Regions from separate parts of the Mus musculus genome. Here region 1 is linked to region 2. A link is a contact called in public Hi-C data. All regions are on one chromosome and are shown on one strand. Each heading gives the region's core, a stretch centred on a gene start, on an enhancer-like site or on the middle of the called end of the contact. The rest is flanking DNA. Distances are from core to core; before and after follow the strand shown.

What was found. Hi-C and Micro-C count contacts between places; a contact is called where the count stands out from the background.
Region 1: a Hi-C map of cardiomyocytes shows a contact between it and region 2, with 12 times the contacts expected there. The contact joins the promoter of Vamp4 here to the promoter of Dnm3 in region 2. A contact is called at or near these places in 4 of 39 promoter capture datasets (cranial neural crest, embryonic stem cells and hippocampal neurons), 8 of 484 Hi-C or Micro-C datasets (the N1E-115 cell line, cardiomyocytes, embryonic stem cells and 3 more), 2 of 115 datasets of contacts at active chromatin or transcription factors (effector CD8 T cells and embryonic stem cells) and 2 of 9 other capture datasets (adipose tissue and pancreatic islet).

The regions. Positions count from the first base shown.
Region 1 is chr1:162,569,212-162,571,920 of GRCm38.p6, reverse strand. It overlaps Vamp4 (vesicle-associated membrane protein 4), which reads right to left and starts at 1,406. Exons shown (of 8, transcript NM_001356527.1): 1 at 1,141-1,406.
Region 2 is chr1:162,476,665-162,479,445 of GRCm38.p6, reverse strand. It overlaps Dnm3 (dynamin 3), which reads left to right and starts at 1,412. Exons shown (of 21, transcript NM_001038619.2): 1 at 1,412-1,783. The coding sequence starts at 1,623. It overlaps Gm31985 (a long non-coding RNA gene), which reads right to left and starts at 2,780. Exons shown (of 3, transcript XR_373653.3): 1 at 2,571-2,780.

The sequences.
Region 1 (2,709 bases), core at 157-2,656, 92 kb before region 2:
GATCTTAGCCAACAGGAGAGAGGGATCAAGCAAATTCACAAAATGTCTTTACACGGTATGACACTAAAACGTAATGAGGAGTAAACCTCTTATTCAAGTTCTAAAATCCAAGCTATCAGTTTGAGGAAGGAAGCAAACTCAGGCTAGACAAATAAACAAACCACCAGCAAATCAGCAGATAGATAAACGAGCTACCCTGGAACTACCCGCAACTAATGATATTTACAGATTAAAAATAAGTAGCGTAAATAAACTGTACTCAGAAATCAGAGTTGACTCCATTCTGCCTACAGTTCCTCCTACCAAAAATATTCTTGTCGTTAACGTGTCTACGTAGTAAGAGTCATCGTGATGTCTTTCCACGTCGTGGATGGAACACCACACGGTTCACTGAAGTGTCAACATCGCACGACTCTTACGTGTACTTCCCCGCTTGCTCAAATCTCTCGTATGCATCTTCTGTAGTACGTTCTCTATTCCGTGGCTTTACATGTAACGCACTTCTAACCTGTTGTTTAATCTACACTGGCTTTTTACCTCGACAAAACAAGCTCTATTTCATTTCGCTAAAAAAGCTCGAATCTGGCTGGGCACGGCTTTCCTTTGCTCAGCCTCCATCCCCCTCGCCAGTTCTTCCTCATTTCTCATCTGCAGTCTCGGCTGGTAACAGTTCCACGCAAATCGTGACTGGAAATCTTACTCGCAAAACCTGTTACGTGTAAGGATTCACCTCCACCCCCGGGTCATTCTAAGCACAGCGGGGATGCGCGCTTTCTCCGAACCCCCGAGGAAGGACCTCAGGCGAGCCTCTCTGGCCAATTCCTCGGCTCCCTTCGCCGCCGCCACCCCAGGCCACGCACCCCGACATCTGCTCGGAACTCTGGCCCCCGACTCCCCGTACAGGTGCCCCCTCGGGAACAGCTCTCCCCCTGGAGGGCAACTCGATCTCAAAGCTCCTCGGCCGCCCCAGCCCCTCCCCAGTCCTCGCGCCCCTTCCTCAGGACACCCCGGGCCCCCGGCCTTCCCCACTCGCGACCCGACCCTCGCGCAGGCCGGTTCCCAGCCCCAGCGGACGTTGGGGGCGGTAGGCAGGGGCGTCGCCTGGCTTCCTGCCTGCTCAGGCGCGCCGGGGCGGGATACCTGCGGTCTCCGATGGGCTCCCGGCAGCAGTCCCTGCTGGCAGCGCAGGGCAGGCGGGGGAGGGAGCGGGAAGCGGAGGAAGAAGGGTGGGAGGGGGAAGGCCGAAGGCGCAGAGCCGCCACCGCTCCGCTCTGCTGCAGCGCCCCCGCTCATCGAGCGACTCGGCGCTCCGCCGCCTGGCGCTGGGCAGAGGGGGCGGGCTCAGGCGAGGGAGATCGAGCCGCTCGGTACTCCGAGTCCTGGAGAGGGCGCAAGGGGGCAGGCTCAGGCAACGGAGATCGAGCGTCTCGGCGCTCCGGGTCTTGTCTTCTGGCGGAGGGGACATGTTCAGGCAATGGAGACCCTGAGCGGGTCGATCGCTTCCGTCTTTCTTGAACCCGGGAGAATCCCCCGGGGTTGTGACGTTCAGATCCGATGGAGGAGCACGTGGGTTGTACATGGGATGAGTAGGGAACGCTGAGAAGTCTTTCAACTGGAGCTGAAAGGGTGACTAGGATGTAGGTCCCGTAGAAGATGCTACTTTGCGGGCTGTCTGAGGGACCTGAGTAAAAGGGGCCGCATGTGATAAAATATCTGTCTGATACCATTTACAAAATTGCTGAGGGTTACTCAGTTTCATTCCTTTTGCTTGTAGCCTAAATGGCAGGATCCAAACATAGGGATTCAGGCGGGAAACCACCCTTACATTGCCATTCTGCCAATAATTCATCTCCTTTACAGTCTCTGCTTGACATATTTATTTAAAGAAGTCTGGCGTTGATAGACTTAGTCCAAAACTGTAGAAATGTGTATTTCTTTTCTTTTTTTTTTTAATTTATCCTCCTCCAAGTCTTTTAAGCTTAATGGTTATTAGTCCTTTGTTAAGAGTTTTTAAACTGTGGGGAAATATATTGCCAGTTATTTGATAGACACAAAAATAAGAAAAGATGCTCAGGGACAAGAAAACAAACCGGAGGAGGAAAATTCCAGGAGAAAGCCCTCTTTCACCCGATCTTTAGTTAGGGTTGCTGTTGGGCTCACTGGTTGAGAGTTTTCTCCTCACAACTTGGCTGACTTGGACTGAAATGGCCTGCCCAGATAGAAGGTATCTTAGTCTGTGTCTCTGGCAGGGCATGGTAGTGAGATTATCACGGAGTCACTAGACAGCCCAGAGGTGGTCTTTTGTTTGTTTGTTTCTATTTATTTAATGTTTTTAAAAGATTTATTATGTGTATGGGTGTTTTTGGCTGCATGCATATATGTGCATACACTACTATGTGTATGCCTGATGCTCTTAAAGATCAGATGAGGACTTCAAATCCCCTGGGACTGGAGTTACAGGCTGTTGCAAGCTGCCATGTGGGTGCTAGGAATTGAACCTGGGTCGTTAACAAGAAGGATAAGTGCCTTTTCTCACTGAGCCGTCTCTCCAGCCCCTTCAGTTGATGATTTTATCCGTATATTTGCTTACTATGCCGAACTTCCTTGCCTTGTTTCCTTAGCTAGTTAATGTCCTTGTCTGTTAACAGCATAAGGAAATACGATAGTAGAGCTACAATGGACATGTCATTCATACATGCCTTATTATTC
Region 2 (2,781 bases), core at 163-2,662:
ATTTAACCATAATCATTTCTTTATATCAAATACATTGACCTTGGAAGGATCTAGAATCACCATGGAAACAAACCTCTGGGCGTGTCTTTAGCTAGGTTAGTTAAGGTGGGACTACTCCACGTGTTGGGATTTCTGAGATTTCTGACTGCCTAGGAAGGACAAAGGTAGCTGATGATCAGCATCCGTTTAACTCTGCCTTCTGACTATAGATGCAATATGACCAGCCTCCACCCTCTTCTGCCACAGACGTCCCTGCCACCAGCTCCTCAGGGTCAGTGCGTAGAGGTTGCTGCAATAGTGGTCCAAAGTTTCCATCCCAAACCGGCAGCAAAGCATGGCTCTGTACTCCATGTGGTACTGGTTTTGCAGGCATGAAAAGTGAAAGACTGACTCAGCTATCATATAGCATATCCAGAGAGCCACCGAGCCTAGGAAACGTGGGGCAGGCTCAGACTTGGTTCACTGTTGTCCTAGAAGGGCAATAGTGCAATGGTGATGCCTAAGTGACAGTGAAGACCCCAGGGTGCTAGAGATGCAACACATTTTCCTATGTAGTCTCTAGTCTTTAGGTTACTTAAAGCCATTGGGCAATCATCAGATGGAAGATGTGCAGGACAAGTAAATATTGCGCACTAAATCCTGAGAGGTATCAGTATTCAAAATGCACAGGAAACAGGACCACGATAAGGAGGTGAAGAACCATGGCCATTTATCTTCGTGTCTCCATCTCCGGGCACAGACTCTTCTCAGTGTGCTAAATTTAACGGATCGAGTGCAGACTGCGTGGTTACAATGGACTCAACAGCCAATCTCTTTGTCCTGACCAGGAGCTAAAAGGACAGTTAGCTCAGGCAAGGAATTCTAAAAGCCAGAATGAGTATGGTAGGAGTAGGGAACAGAAAGGTTCAAGGAACTACACTTTAGCTTACAGAAGGTAGAGTAGGACAGGCTGGTAATGATGAGTACTTCAATAAGGTCAGGTAACCCAGTTTTCTAATGGGGATTGACTCTAAAAGGCCAGTTTATCTCTGCATCCCACAGCAATCTGGGGTTTTGGAGTAGGGGGTGAAATGTGAGATTTCCTTTTGGGAAATGTATTCTGGTGCGTACAGTGGTGGTGGTGCATGGTGAAGCTGATGTCAACGTGCTGTTAGCTGATGGTAGATGGTAGTGCTTTCCTCTAGGCTTCGTCTGTGTGGTTTAGCTCCTTCAAAAGGAACAACAATTCCTGTTGGGTGTGATTTTAGGCTTTTCCTTGACCAAGTGCAGTACTCTGCCCTTTAGCCTGGGCAGTGGCATCTGACTGAAGCTGGGAGGCAGTCCAACCGTAGGCCAGTAGGATTGGAAACTCTAGGGAGAAGCAGGGCGAGAGGCGTGGTGTGGGCGTGACCGTCTCAGGACCAGGCCACGCCTCCTTCGCCTCTCTGGGCTGCGCAAGCGCGTCGTGGGCTGTGAGCTGTCAGGATCCTAGCAGTGGGAGGCAGGGATCGGACATCGGTGCAGGGACTCCGCCGTGTGAGCCCCGCACAGCGACAACCGGGACAAGTGCTTCGAGGCCTGGGCTGCCTGCCAGGTCACACAGTCGAACAGGGACCTGTGGGGCAGTTGGCCGCACAGGCAAGATGGGGAACCGGGAGATGGAAGAGCTGATCCCTCTGGTGAACCGTCTGCAGGACGCTTTCTCGGCTCTGGGACAGAGCTGTCTGCTAGAGCTGCCACAGATCGCCGTGGTGGGCGGCCAGAGCGCCGGCAAGAGCTCAGTGCTCGAGAATTTCGTGGGCAGGTGAGCGCACCGGGAGCGCGGTGGGGGCGCGTCCGTGGGGGTGGGGGGAGCCCCGTGCTTCAGGCCGTTGGAACATGGAACGGTGTGGGGAGCCCCGAGGGTGGACTAGAGGCTGCAGCGGATTGGAGGCAGAGCACTAGTGTTTCTAGAGCGGGCGGGGTCCTCCTTGCTCTGAGCATCCTTCGCCCCAGCATTCTCTACCCGGTGGTGACCCCCTGTCTGCCTTTCATCCTGCCATACAAAGCCATTTCCTCCCCACCCTCGGTGGGGGAGTCGGGGTACGCCCTGGGATCCACTTCCCTCGCTGGCTTGGTGCGCGCCAGCCCCTGGCAGCCTGGAAGCGCAGCCTGGTGCTTTCCAGTCGCCAGTTCTCTTTCTCAACACCCCTCTCCTTTCCCTGTCACTCTCCTGGAAGCTCTCAGCCGGGATGTACCCCTCCTTCTTCGTCCACACCCCCCTCTCCCCCACCCCACCCCCCCGCCGCCCCGGCCCCCCATCCCCTGTCCCTGACTCTCATCTCAGCTGTTTACTGTTTGAAACAGTCATCGCCTGCCCGAGCAGGGGAGGCGGGGTGTGTGAACCCCGAAATCCCTGTGGTGAAGGCTTACACTGTTTGAAACAGTCATCGCCTGCCCGAGCAGGGGAGGCGGGGTGTGTGAACCCCGAAATCCCTGTGGTGAAGGCTTACACTGTTTGAAACAGTCATCGCCTGCCCCGAGCAGGGGAGGCGGGGTGTGTGAACCCCGAAATCCCTGTGGTGAAGGCTTACGGGGAGATGCTTGCCTACCATTCGCCTTGGGAGCTGAAGAATAAACGGTGGTGTGTTTATGAGTGTGCACCCATTCACTGCTCAGGCATGACTGAAAACCCGAGACCTCCAGGGATGACCGTGGACTTGCGATGTTCAGGTGCCTTGTCATTCCTGCACCATCTCAGAACTGACCAGCATCTCTCTTGCACTCTTTCTATGCCATGCGCCGCCTCCCCCCTCCCGCCCC